Linked DNA regions of Mus musculus: all the other regions are linked to region 2. A link is a contact called in public promoter capture Hi-C data. All regions are on one chromosome and are shown on one strand. Each heading gives the region's core, a stretch centred on a gene start, on an enhancer-like site or on the middle of the called end of the contact. The rest is flanking DNA. Distances are from core to core; before and after follow the strand shown. Region 1 holds the start of Ndufb4 (NADH:ubiquinone oxidoreductase subunit B4). Region 2 holds the start of Kpna1 (karyopherin (importin) alpha 1). Region 3 holds the start of Polq (polymerase (DNA directed), theta).

Region 1 (4,335 bases), core at 1,527-4,026, 1.7 Mb before region 2:
AGAGCAGGAGGAGGAGGAGCTGGGAAGAGGACGGGACTCAGTGGGAGCAGAGGGGCACAGGAGAGTGACAGTGGATGAATACGATCAACATACATTAGACATGTGGATGAAAACGTCCCGTGAAACCCATCGTCATGGAAACTGACAAGGCATCCCATCATTATTCCAGTGGGAATAACCGGTATTTGAGGACTTGAAATACATAGAACAGAGTAGCATGTGATACACAGTAAGCACTCAGTGAATTGTATGTCCCTGCAAAACAAAGCCAAATCCCAGGCCTTTAACAGTCATCTTGAGTCATGTTTATGAGAACTCAAAAGCACAGGAATAACCCCTTAAACGCATGCAAATATTTCACTTTAATAATGCTTCTCTTTCACAAATACATCCCTTTCCAACTTTGTAAATGGGCAGCTTATACTCACATACTCCCTGAATTCCTTTATTCTTTTCACCTTCTCTTCCCATATCAATGTCTTAAAAGGGTTTTTTAAAATCTTATTTATTATTTAGAATTTTACATCCTAAACCTGCATCTTTGAGAACAACTTTCTTCCCCCCCCCCATTTCCCCTCTCCTCCCCTTCTCCATCCCCGTCCCTCCCGCCCCCCTTCTTTAAATTGAGTGTAATAATTTTTCTACTGCCCTGAAGCAGGCTTTCTTATGAGTCGATTTAGCTTCATATTCATTTGGACATGGAACTACTTTGCAGATATCCTGCTCTGCCTGTTCACTGCATGACTGTCAGCTACGGGGGGGTGGGGGGGTGGGGGGGTGGGGGGGGCGGATAACAAGGATCCAGCTTCCATTTCTTGTGTAATTTCTCTACTGAGCCCAGAAGATTGACTAAGACGGAATGGTGTAAGGTATGCTTCATGCAGGGGTGCTTAATAAATATTTTAAAACAGTATTAGAGTGTTGAATAAATTTGACAGCAGTGCTGTTGCTCATCACTTCAGTGCCAACACTTTCTAGGCCCTGTCACTGCCTAGCAACCACTCCCCCCACATACCTACATGTCCCCGGAAGTTTGAGCCAAGTTGAAGCTCTTTTTTGATCTAGCTTTCCTTGTTGGTGTTATTGTTTCCATTGTTGCCTCCTGAGGAGTGTTTTATGGGAAGCTAAGGACCCTGCTGTGTGCCTTGAAGTTGATCTTTCCCCTTAGTGATAGTGTGTGGGGGTGGGGGTGGGGGAGTGAGGAGTGTGAGTGGGAGGGAGTAAGGAGGGGTGGTGACAGGGGGTGGAGCATTGGAGGGGGGATGGGAGCGGGAGGTGCAGAGATGCTGAGAGCTGCATGTTACCTTCATTTACTCTCCAAATCATCTTTCCTGTTCTTATTCTCTTGAAACAGAGGTTTGTGGTGTACCCCAGGCCGGCCTTGAGCTCAGAGCTCCTGCCTCAGCCTCCCAAGGGTTTGCGGGAATGCACTGTTATTCTGCTTGTTACTTTCCTATCTGAAAGGATGTCTTTTACTTTCAGCACCTGAGGAGTGCTGAGGATTTAAGAGAGGTGTTTTTGTTTTGTTTTGTTTGCATTTTCACTAAGGTATTTACTCAGGAGTTTCATTCTTTATTATTTTCTGATCTACTACAGCCAGGTAAAACTTGCTCTGTAACCCCACTCTCCTTTTAAACAGTATTTTATGTCTTCAAAAGATAAGCTTATACTTAGGTGGTGAAGAACCAGTCTGCCTCCATCTTAGGTTTAAAAGCCATCTGATAGTAAAGACAAACTAAGTTAAACAAATTAACTTGATGAATTAAAGCTGTTAATTAATCAAAGATTGGGCTATGCCCCACCTGTAACCTTAACTACAAATGGTTCTGTACTGCCTGTTCCAGGAATAGCACTCACATTTTTGTTTCAAAAAGTTAATGTTTATCTTGCAAAAGGTTTGTATGGGTACCTTGTATGACTACCTGCTGTTATGACTGCCTTTGTGTCTTTGTTTCAGGAGACTAACTTATTATGCCTATATTCTGCTCCTGTAACTCCTATTTTGCCACAAATCCCCCATTTAGAACTCCTCTACCTCTGAGCTATAAAAGCCTTCCTCACATCCAATGAACCTTGCCTTAGGAGGAGGCAGGGGGAGGCAGCTCGTGTACAGGAATAAAAACCTGACTTTAATTAATCTGGACGAGATGATCTGAGTCGGTGGTCTTTCTCCTCCCATCTTTGGGGTTAACAGTGGATTGGTCCTAAAGTGGTAACCTTTAGAAAGCTTATTCTCTTTTTTGTTTGGGGTGGGGCGTAGCTAGGGAAATGTTTGAAAAGCAATTTCATTGTTTTCAATGTCTCATTTAATTCCAACAACCTTGCTAGGAGTGCAGAGTCAAGGTCATTTCTCCAGGGTAAGAAAAAGGAAATTTGGGAGACACTAATGACCTTGACTAATGACAAGGTCACCCAGGTTGGAAGAACCCACCCTGGACTGTAGGACTTCAGGAGTCACAGACAACCCAGTTTCCCAGTCTCCTCTAGTCTACTCAACTTCAGGAAATCAGTTCTGCAAACAAGTAGTAGCACAGAGAGAAAAGGAGTTTACCACCAGACAAGAGGAGGCAAAACGAGAAGCAGTGCGCACGCGCAGAATACGCGGGACGAGGGCGTGAAGGAGGATTGGCAAAGGCTCCACCCAGCCTCGAACCCCACCCCTCTCCCGCCCCTTCCTGCCAGAGCGCCTTGTGCGCGCGCAGGCGCACTTCCTGAGCCTGAAGGTCAGACTCGAGAGGGCAGCCCTCATATCCGCGCAGGCGCAGATGTGCGCCGGGAGTCAAGATGTCGGGTTCCAAGTATAAGCCTGCGCCCCTGGCCACTCTCCCCAGTACCCTCGACCCTGCCGAGTATGACGTGTCTCCGGAGACCAGAAGGGCGCAGGTCGAGCGCTTGAGCATAAGGGCCCGGCTTAAACGGGAGTATCTGCTTCAGTACAACGACCCCAAACGCGTGTCGCACATCGTGAGTGGGGCCGGGCGGGACTGTGGGCCGGGGCAGCCGCATCTCGCGTGGGCACACGCGGGGCCGCCCAGCTCCCTCCGTGTGCTGGACACCGGCCCCGAGCCGCACAGCCCTTGGCCCTTCAACTTCGGCCTTCGGCTCAGTGGTCAAAGGGATCGGACGGCTTCCCCCTTGGTTTAGAGAAACTTGTTCCACTCTGCATAGTCTCGGCTTTCTTGTCTGAAACATGGCCATAATATGGTCCTTCATATCTTTTGAGGCAGATTAACACATGACTGACTAATCTAGCACAGTATCTTCCTCGAAAAGGGCGTGCTCAAGCCCGGTTCTCCCAAGTGTACTGCATAAAAAGCTGTTTTGTGCCATTCAGCTCCTAACTCTCAAGGACACTTCTTTCTTTCTCTTGAGAATAGGGGTTGTTCAAATGAAGTGTGTTATAGAAGCTGAGGCTTTGATGCATTCGGCTTTGGAAGCAGACCTCATGGCCCCATATAATAACCAACTATGATCCCTGGGCAATTTACGTAATCCCTCTCAAACCATAGCTTTTTTGTGTTCTCGTGGAAAATGGTGTGCATCCGTCAGATTTGTGAAATCAAACAAGAAAGTACGTAGCATTACTATGTATGTAACATACATCACTAAAAAAATATTTTGGCAAGTGTGCTTTTAGACAGTTTCTTCTGTAAAAGCTGTCTAAATATCTCAAATGGGATTTTTTTTTAAATAAAGATTTTCCAACAATTGCATACATATTCTCTATCATTTTTGAAAGTTAGAACAACCAAGGGAAAGTTACACAAAGTGGTCAGGTTCAATGCTAGTCTCCAGGTGGCTCAGAATGCCAGGTCCTCCAGCCACAGCCTCACATACTGGGGTTACTGCCACTTGAAACCCATGCCTGGTCTGAAAGACATTTAAAAAAATTAAATGTCGCAGTCATTCACAGAGGTTACTGTGTTAGTCTCTTGGCTTTCTAGATGAGACTGTATGGACAGTGACACCCAGAAACAGGTCACACACCCTAGTCTGTGTGACTTATATTACCTTCTGCACAGATAGAGTATCCTCAAGCAGACCTTTGTTTACATGGTGAAAGAGATACACCTGTTCTATACTATAAGCTAGATAGCATGGGATTGTTACTATTTTTTTTTTTTTTTCAGACAGGGTCTGAATATACAGCAGCCCTGGCTGTCCTGGAAATCAGTATGTAGAACAGGCTGGCCTTGAACTCACAGAGATCAACCTGCCTCCGCTTTGTGAGTGCTCACATTAAAGGCATGAACCACAACACGGGGCCTGTTTGTTTGTTTAACTTTTTAAAAGTAACTAGAGTAAGGCCTCAGTCAGATGTGAAGTTTGAACCCC
Region 2 (4,739 bases), core at 660-3,159:
GAAAAGCTAATATCTGCTTCAAAGTTGCTGTAAATTTGCTTTTATTTCTTTACTTCTTCTCAGGCCTCCATCTTAAAATTGTATATCACATAAACGATAATCCGCCAAGAATAAGTTATTTCAGCAAAACTAAAAAGCTAAACCATTCTCAAGTTCCTTTCAAAATTTAGACCTTTCAGCCTTTAAAATGGAGAAAGGAGGTCAGGTGTGACAACACACGTCTTTAATTTCAGAATTCCAAGAGCAGAGGCAGGTGGATCTCTGAGTTCAGTGGCAGCCTGGTCTATGTAAGAATTCCAGAGCTATGTAATGAGACCCTATCTAAAAGTAAGTATATAAATAAGTAAATGTTGTACACATCATGAATACAAATTTATACTAACACCCGCACGTGCAGGCATGCTGTAACCCCAAACACTTGAGAGGCTGAGGCAGGAGTGTTTTGAGTTCAAGACAACCAATGTAATGCTAGGCCAGCCATGACTAAATAGTGAGACTTGTCTCAAAAACAAAGAAAAGGCAACCTACAGGCAAGAAGGTTGGGACTAGTTAGTACCTACTTTGATATCTAGACTGATGGAAATTTTGAACTGACTGTGTAGTTTCTGTGTGACTCTGAAATCCTGCCACCCCGAAGGCCAGGGCAGGATAAGAAGCTCAAAGCCAGCCTACCAAACAAAACCCAACCTCAAAAAAAAACAGGCTGGGCAGTGGTGGCGCACGCCTTTAATCCCAGCACTTGGGAGGCAGAGGCAGGTGAATTTCTGAGTTCCAAGACAGCCTGGTCTACAGAGTGAGTTCCAGGACAGCCTGGTCTACAGAGTGAGTTCCAGGACAGCCAGGGCTACACAGAGAAACCCTGTCTCGAAAAAAAACAAAAACAAAAACACAAAAAAAAGAGGAGGAGGAGGAGGAGGAGGAAGGAGGTGTTTGACGGAACTCTTTTAAGAGGGAAAAGGCCAGACAATAGTGTTTAATATCTCAAAAGCATTTCTCGGTGGCTGATTCCTATAGTAATTTACCAAGCCGAAGTTTAAGCCTTAAAATCAATTCATGTGAAACTTTTCATTGAAAAGTGGTTTGGAAGCAGCTGCATTCAACCCACACATTCTTTCTTGCCGATGTCCCTGATCCCAGTCACCCTCCAGTTTTCTGCTCCCAATGCGAGCCTCAGCTAAGGCTTGGCGGTTTCCCTCGCATCGCCGGCTCACACAGCCGACCAACTTGTCATTGCTATAATTACCACACCCCCGTCAGCAGCTCCAGGCCCGCGTAGTTATGACATCTGTAAACTGCAAGCCTCCCGTCTCCACCCCCACCTCCCTCCAAACACCGGCCCCGGTGGTAACCTGCCAACTCCCCGATCGGCCCCGCACGCCTCGGCCTCAGCCACCGCACTCCGCGCCGCCCGCCCCCGCCCTCAAGCTAGCGCGGCGCGCAGACTCCGCGCCGCCGCCCGGCGCCCCGCAGTCCCCGACGCCGCTTCCACCGCCGCGCCGCGCCGCGCCGCCCCGCCCCGACCGGCGTTCCTCACGGCGAGCACCAGCGTTCCCCACCCCCACCCCGCTCCGCCGCCGCGCGGCCGTTAGGACCGCCGGGCCCGTGACGCACCGGAGCGACGCGAGGGTCCGGTCCCCGGCGCGCCCGAGCCAGCTCCGGCTTCCGCCCGCGTCCGCCTTCGCCCCGGGGCCTCCCTCGGGTCCGCGGAGGGGGACCCAGAGCCGCCCGCCGAGGGGGAGGGGCCGCGAGGTGCCCCCACTCACCGGCTCCAGGCGACCGGTCCCGGTGCCACTACGAAGAGGGAGACGCTCGCTCTTGGCCCGCCCGCTGCGCCTCTTCTGCGCACAACCTTGACCAGCCGGCGCGCACCACGGCGGCGCTCACCAGGCCTCGCTCTCCGCTGCCGCTCACAGAGCCGCGAGACCCAGCTCAGCCGGCGTGCGCACTGCGCCTGCGTGCGGGGGCCGGCCGGCGCGCCTGCGTGCGCTTCTCCGCCGCCTGCCGCAGGGGCTGCCGGGAAGCGGAGTCTCCGAGCGTGGACGCCCTAGGCTAGCGGCGGCCAGGGAAAAGGCGGCGGCCAGGGCGTGGGTCTCTGCGGACCAGGTTGGCAGTCAGTAAAAGCGCAGACATATAGAAGTTATGGAAACAAACTTGTCCTTACTAAGCTCTTCCAGAATGGACGGATTCCCCCTCACATCAATATAGCTTCCCTCTCACATGGTAGGTACCTCACAGCCGAGCATGCTTATTGGATGAATGATGGCATGGTTGGAGGCTGAGGGAGTATTACAAAATACGTCAGTGTCTCACGTTCAAAGAATTCACATGCAACCCGTTTGCAGGAACTTTCTGGGTATTCTCTTCAGTTCTCACCCATCTTACCCGGTAATTTATTAGTATCATATAACATTAAATCGCTTTTTGAGCCTAGCATGACGGTAACGCACGCCTGTATTTTCAGCTCTAGGAAGTCTGAGGCAGGAGAATGGCGAATTCTAGACCAGCATTACTACGTAGAAAGACCCCTATCTCAAAAACGGCAATTTCCAGCGAAAATATTTGCGTTGCTATGAGAAGGCACGCTAAAACAAAATATTTAGGGAAATGACTTAACCGTTACATGATAGAATTTTTTTTTCTTTCTGGGGAGTAGAGCGGTGGCTTCAAAGGAACACTTTAAGACAGCAAGTAGAGGTCACAGGAAAATCACAACCACAGGACACGGTTTAACAAGTCAGTTTAAAAGGAATACTGAGGAGCACCGGACATGAATCTGTAGAACCCCCGAAGGGAGACCCTCACTCAAGTCTCAGGGATCGCGAGCCCAGAAAGCCACAGTCACGCTTGCTGCAAACACACGAGGTTTTTAATGGCACACAAACCAGCATGCTGAGGTCGAGACCCATACACCACGCAGGGGTAGAGGAGTCTGACCCCAACCCTATTTTCCAGCAGGTTTATAAAGGTAAAAACCAGAACCTAGGGGGAGGATGGGAGAGGAAACAGGGGAAGTCTAGGGGCGGATATTTACTTCAAGGCACCTGGGACATTGAAACATTTTGTGGTTGTTTTTCCCAAGAGTTCCAGGGAATTAGGCCATCTGGCCGGGGGCGGGGGCCCATGTTCTCAGGGCAGTCATTATTTTATTTTTTTACTCTTCATTTCCCCACTTCTTCTTGTGAGTAGCTCTAATCTTAGAGCGACCCCTCTTCTTCTTTCGGCAAAGTCAGGTACTGTTGTCGGAGCACCATTACCTGTACAACACTAACCCTGTCTTTTACAAAAGCCACTAACTTATTAAGAATGCAAGGTCCAAAAGTGAGCAAAAGCAAAAGGATGATTAGGGGACCGGCAAGGGTAGAAACAAGGGTGGTAAACCAAGGAGACTTATTAAACCAATTTTCAAACCAGCTCTGTCTATCTTCTCTTTCCCTTCTGCGCTTGTCTAACCGGCTCTTCCTATCATTGTGAAGCAGAATTCACCAAGCGTTGGATTGTTCACCCACTAATAGGGAACGTGAGCTGGGTTTAGACCGTCGTGAGACAGGTTAGTTTTACCCTACTGATGATGTGTTGTTGCCATGATAATCCTGCTCAGTACGAGAGGAACAGCACCTTTTCTGGGGTCTGATGAGCGTCGGCATCGGGCGCCTTAACCCAGCGTTCGGTTCATCCCGCAGCGCCAGTTCTCAGGGCAGTCATTATTTTACTTTTTTACTCTTCGAATCAATACATCTATAAATGTAAGACAGGAGGAGAAAAAGGACCACATGGGCTAACTGCTCCCACCAGATTGGCCTGAAGGCTCGTCGGTGGGGTGTTTTCCTGACTCACGATAAATGTGAGACTCACTGTGGGCGGTGCCACCTCTGGGCTGTATAGGATAACAAGCTGAGAGTAAGCCAGGGACCAAATTCCTCCATGATCTGCTTCAATTACTGCCTCCAGGTTCCTGCCTTGAATTCCAGTCCTGGCTTCCCTCAAAGATGCACTGTAAGCTGAAATGCCTGCCCCCAAGTTGTTTTGGTTAGTTTTATCATAGCAACCGAAAGCAAACTAGAACAACTTTCTCGATCCCTCAGTCCTTCTCTCCCTTTCTTCTCACTTTCTTCCTTCTGCGTCAGTATCATCTTCTCCACTAAGAGTGTGCTTGTTTACATGGAAGCTGAATTTGAGCAAAGCAGCTTGGGAGAAAGTGTTCTATCAGAGAGACTTAGGGGTTAGTGTTGCCAATTTGACCCAAGCTAGAATCCTCTGGAAAGAGGGGACCTCAATTGAGAAAATGCTTCCAGGAGATACAGTTTTAAGGAATTTTCTTAATTAGTGATTGCTAGGGAAGGGCTCAGCCCATTGTGGATGGTACCATCACTGGGCTGGTGGTTCTGGATTCTATAAGAAAGAAGTGTACTAAGCCAGGAGGAGCAAGCCAGTAAGCAGCATCCCTCCATGGCCTCTGTATCAACCCGCTGGAGTTCCTGTCCTGGCTTCCTTCAATGACTGCCTGACCATAGCTGAGCTGATATCTGATCATTATATTCTGCTCAGGAGGTAAGACTCATTCAACCTTGTGGAGGTTGGTTATTCCCTAATCCACCCTTACTCCCAAGTAGATACAGTCGTGAGCGTCCTAACCAAAAGTCTAGGTCTCTTCTCTTTGGCAAGGCCTCCTCAGCCCCATGAGGCAGACAAAACCTTGATCATTGGATTTGCAATCCTCAGTCACTGACTGCTTGGGAAAG
Region 3 (4,781 bases), core at 335-2,834, 1.0 Mb before region 2:
CTGTTTAAAAAATGTAACCAACCCAAAAGAGAATTGTTCACACTGATAATTTTAGTGAAAGGAGTTTACATAAATTTGAATACCTGAATAAACTAGATTCTTTCCTTCCAAGACGTGACCAAGCAAAAGGCATTCTGCCTGCCATTCGAACATCTTTCTTACACCAAAACTATGGTATTTCTCCAGAACTGCTTTAGGAAGTCCCCAATTTGCCAACAGCAGCTGGTCTATCTGGTCATCAGAAACTCTTCGCTTGTTTGTTCCTTTCAGAAAAACAAAAACAATTTAATTACCTCCAACATACAAGTTTAGTAGTTAAACCTGTTTGAATTCCTACCAAACTTAAAACACATCTTCACTTCTAGAGACCTATTAAGAAACTGATCCTATACAGAAAAATGCTAGCAATTTTTTATTTACTAGATGAAAATTTGAAAACTCTTAAGAGCCACAAACAAAAGTGTGCTATAGCTGGGCGGTGGTGGCACAAGCCTTTAATCCTAGCACTTGGGAGGCAGAGGCAGATGGATTTCTGAGTTCAAGGCCAGCCTGGTCTACAAAGTTGAGTTCCAGGACAGCCAGGCTATACTGAGAAACCCTGTCTCGAAAAAACCAAAAAGTGTGCTATACACACTGAATAAAAAGTTTGTACAGATGTGGAGGTAGAAGGGTGATTAAGCATTACAAAGCTGTTAGATGAGTTTCTCTTTACGATTTAGTACTGAGGTATCTGCATAACCAAGGGCAAAGAATTATGAAATGCACTGGTGTAGGCCTATAATCCCAACATTTACGGATAAACACCCTTGGTCCGAGATCGAGACAGCACCCAGCCTGACCTAGAGCAAGCCCTTATCTCAAAAAAGCAAACAAGAACTGGGTTAAGGTTCTAAGACAACATGTGCCTTCCAGCTTTGCTCTTTGCAGTCCAAAGAGCCTGCATCCTACACCACACCCAGAAATTTGGTACTTATATATATGAAGTTGTACCACTGGACATTTATCCTAAGCAAACCCTCGACATGGTGACAGGATCTGGCCAACTTGGAAGTTGTTTCTGGGAAGGTGTAAAGACCCAAAAACCAAAGAACGCCCATATCTACTGGGGCAGTGGTGGACTAAAACACCATCAGCTGTGCATGCTGGCCAAGAGGGAAGCCATCCCCAGGGTTGAGTCCCAGGCCGGGTACTGGATAGCAGCCCTGCCTCCAGCTATCCAGCTCCGGTGCGGGAGTGCATGGCCCTGATACTCTCGCAGCCCATCTCAACCCCTGCTGCCCTCGGCCGCGTCGGCCCCGCGGGTCGAGTACCTGTCCCTGTGAGCCTCCGGCCGCGTCCCAGCCCCGGAGGTGGACTCAGCACCGGTCCACACCGGAGCTGAGGGCTAACAAAGCTATCACCATCTCCCGAGAACGTGTCGGAGCCGGACGATGAACGCCGCCGTTTCCTACTCCGGCGCGGAAGACTCATTGCAAACAAGCTCCTCTCGACTGTTCAGGACACGACACAGTCCCATAGGCCTCCCGCGCGGGAGAACCCCAACCTAGTGACAGCTACCGCCTCCATCTTCCCGCCTCCATCTTCAAATGCAGGCCTCCCAGCACGCCCCGGAACCACAGAGTTCTCCTGGCTAGAATAACCCGACTACCATAGAGTGGTGAGGGACGGAACAGCCCGCGCTGATATCTGGCTTCCGGCCTCCGCTGGCGGCTGGGGATAGAAAAGGGGATAGAGTGCTGGAGACATTAAAAGGAACGGAGCATCTGACTGCATTCGTAGATTGTTCTAAAAACATTCCTCCTGTTTTTACTTATTTCTGGTTTGAATCGGAAGCTAATGAGTTGCCCTTATGTGAATAGATTAGGAAAGTATCTCTTCTTTACTATTGTATTGTGTTTGTTTCTTTTTTGTTTCTTCAGATTGTGTAAAAAAAAAAAAAAAAGTAGGGTTTTTTGGTAGAGCGTAATTTGTGCGGTTTTCCTCTTGTCAAATACGTGAATTAAAATAACAGATGGGGGTGGAGTAGAGGACACGCCCGGGTTAAACATTCCAGGCTGTAGACTGGTTCAGTGTCAATTATTTTGGGTTATCTCGGCCCCTTAAATAGCCACTTGTTTGGTCACACAACTCTGTCATGTTCTTGTGACTATTAAGTAAGTCGTTTGGGAATGTACGAATTTGGGAATGTAGCTTCCACCAACCCAAAAGCTAAGCATGTTATATGCATCTGAGCCTTACAGCAGAAGTTTCTCTTGATTTGCTGGATCTAACCTACCTGAAGTTTCCATTAACATCAATGTATCTTTAAACGTCTTCAGTTATAGCTCTCTTTGCTCGGAAATATAAAAACTCTGTAAAACTGCTACCACAAAACAGTATATAGAACAATTTAAATTTGTCCCTGGGGCCATAGTAACTCATATTTGTTCCAGAATAAATTTTCTTATTCCCTCTGAGTTGAGAACTGCACTTCTGTGTTGGCAGTTGATAGGGAAGGGATTATTTCTGCGGTTATATCCTGAGGATTGTATGATCAGAACTGGAGATTCTGGATAGATCCCTTTGGTGTTGAAAGAGGAGGCTCTGAAAGCACATGAGGGGTCATTCTGAACAAGGAAGTTAGTTATAGATGTGCTTTGACCAACTTCTGGACGTAAATCGGTGCCTGGTACTTGCCTAGTTCCACAGTTCATCTCACCAAGCCAACAAGTGGGTGACAAGCCTATCCTGAAGAAATTATGGCCATTGGTTTGGGGGAAGGATGTGGGGAGTGAATTTAGGAAGTGGTTAAACAATATTCTAAAATCCCACCAGAGGGAGGCATTACTCCATGAAAGAAACGCTTCCTTCCTTTATGCATTTATTCACTAGGAAATTATTGGGCATCAACAGTACACTAGTCTCAGTGTCAGTGATGCAGGGTGGAACGCTTCCTGCTCTGAAAGATACTGGTACAAACATTGACTAAATTAATTATTAATTTAAATTGTGACTACTGCTCAGGGAGAAATTCCTAGGAACAGAGGACTATCAAAGGAATCCTGACTTATAGTCTCAGTGGAAACTAAAAGTCCAGCTGTAGACCTACACAGTCTGGGTCTGGGTTTAGAATGTATTGACTGTGCTATCTTGGGCATCTTGCATAACCCCTCAGTATTCCCACATCATATGAGAAGAGTAGGAGTCTATTATCTGTGGATGAGTATACAGAATGCTGAGACCAGGGCTGCCACATAAGTTCTGTTCAGAGAAAATTACATTACATATTTTAACAAGCCCTAATAATAATTCAAGACTGTAATGAAGAAAGAATAAGCCAGAGAAGTCTCTTACGATTAGCCCATCGAATACTAACTTACTTTATTATGTGAACCATGAGGAGATAAGAAAGTCCACTGGGGAAGCATTGAAAGGGATGGTCTGTGTCCTGCCACAAGCCTAAACTACGCATTCAAATCTTCAATATTTATTCCCAGTATTTTTTAAGTCTTCAAAACTAAACCCAAAGCTACTTCTCAAAAATATCACTACCATATACCTGGCCATAAACCCACACTTCGGGAGGTTGTAGGCCCCAATAAGCAATCGACTGGTGTTGAATTGCTAAATGGGCATGTTACTTTGCCATCAAAAATGTATCCTTAGACCCATAGACTAATCTTATTCTCAACTTTGGCAGAGAAACATCTTTCTGTAGCTAATGCCGAGACTCATAATTGGTCAGAGCGCTGGGAACAGATGACTGTTGAATGTTCAATCCTAAGAGGGGTATCGATATAAACCCTTCCAAGGCTCAGAGAACACTTGGGAAGAGGGGCCTAAAGAATGTAAGGAGGATGGGGGCAGTGCTGTGAGATGCTGTCTTCTGGACGTGACATAGCTGTTGCACTCCGTGAACTCACCACAGCTGTGGTCACATGATCAAAACAACAAGATCAGTCAATTTTCCGACAGGCAGCAGTGACTGAACTCAGTAAAAGAGAAGACTTAAGTTCCCCACTAGCACCCACGCAATAAGCCAGACAGCAGCAACCACCTTTAATCCCATCACTAGGGAGCTAGAGATGGGAGGATTCCTGGGGCTTGTTTAAATAGCCTCAATGAGAGAGCTTGTCTCATAAAATAAGGTGGAAACTGATAGGTGAAAAGTAACTGAATTCCTGGCTTCGATAACATGTTTTAATTGCCTTTTCATGTACTGCTTGACTATGAGGAAAGGCAGAAGATGATTCTTAAGGGATTGTGTTTAGGAGCTACAGAGGGAAAATTATCTGAAATGTAGGTGGAAGGGGAAAGAAGTTTATTCTTAAGTAGGTATATATCAAGAGAGAGGCTAGACCAACCCCATCAAGGCTTAGAGAACATCCAGAAATGAGTGCAAACTGACTTCTAATTTTAAAAGTTTACTCCCAGACTCTTGTCCAACTCCCTTTCCTGTAGAGCATTAAATTAGTTAAACTGCTCTATTCTGGCTGCTGGATTCTTGAATGAAACACACACACACACCAGTTAATTTTTATATGCCTTAGCTAGCTCAATGGCTGGGCACTTCTAATCCTCCCTGTGGCTAGCATATATTTCTTTCTGACCTTCTGATACTCCTAGCTTAACACCTTTTTCTTTTTAAATTTATTTATTATATGTAAGTACACTGTAGCTGTCTTCAGACACTCCAGAAGAGGGCATCAGATCTCATTACTGGTGGTTGTGATCCACCATGTGCTTGCTGGGATTTGAACTTAGGACCTTCGGAAGAGCAGTCAGTGCTGTTAACCACTGAG

The links. Promoter capture Hi-C pulls out the DNA fragments that hold promoters and counts their contacts.
Region 1: a promoter capture Hi-C map of pre-B cells shows a contact between it and region 2, with 5 times the contacts expected there. The contact joins the promoter of Ndufb4 here to the promoter of Kpna1 in region 2. A contact is called at or near these places in 2 of 39 promoter capture datasets (liver and pre-B cells) and 1 of 9 other capture datasets (adipose tissue).
Region 3: a promoter capture Hi-C map of pre-B cells shows a contact between it and region 2, with 12 times the contacts expected there. The contact joins the promoter of Polq here to the promoter of Kpna1 in region 2. A contact is called at or near these places in 10 of 39 promoter capture datasets (the 3T3-L1 cell line, 3T3-L1-derived adipocytes, the C10 cell line and 5 more), 1 of 484 Hi-C or Micro-C datasets (muscle stem cells), 2 of 115 datasets of contacts at active chromatin or transcription factors (astrocytes and large pre-B cells) and 2 of 9 other capture datasets (adipose tissue and liver).

Annotation. Positions count from the first base shown.
Region 1 is chr16:37,652,809-37,657,143 of GRCm38.p6, reverse strand. It overlaps Ndufb4 (NADH:ubiquinone oxidoreductase subunit B4), which reads left to right and starts at 2,776. Exons shown (of 3, transcript NM_026610.1): 1 at 2,776-2,964. The coding sequence starts at 2,785.
Region 2 is chr16:35,980,533-35,985,271 of GRCm38.p6, reverse strand. It overlaps Kpna1 (karyopherin (importin) alpha 1), which reads right to left and starts at 1,909. Exons shown (of 14, transcript NM_008465.5): 1 at 1,764-1,909. Gm15564 (a long non-coding RNA gene) reads left to right here and starts at 1,943. Exons shown (of 2, transcript XR_001781900.2): 1 at 1,943-2,220.
Region 3 is chr16:37,008,589-37,013,369 of GRCm38.p6, reverse strand. Polq (polymerase (DNA directed), theta) reads right to left here and starts at 1,584. Exons shown (of 30, transcript NM_029977.2): 1 at 1,311-1,584; 2 at 84-263. The coding sequence starts at 1,470.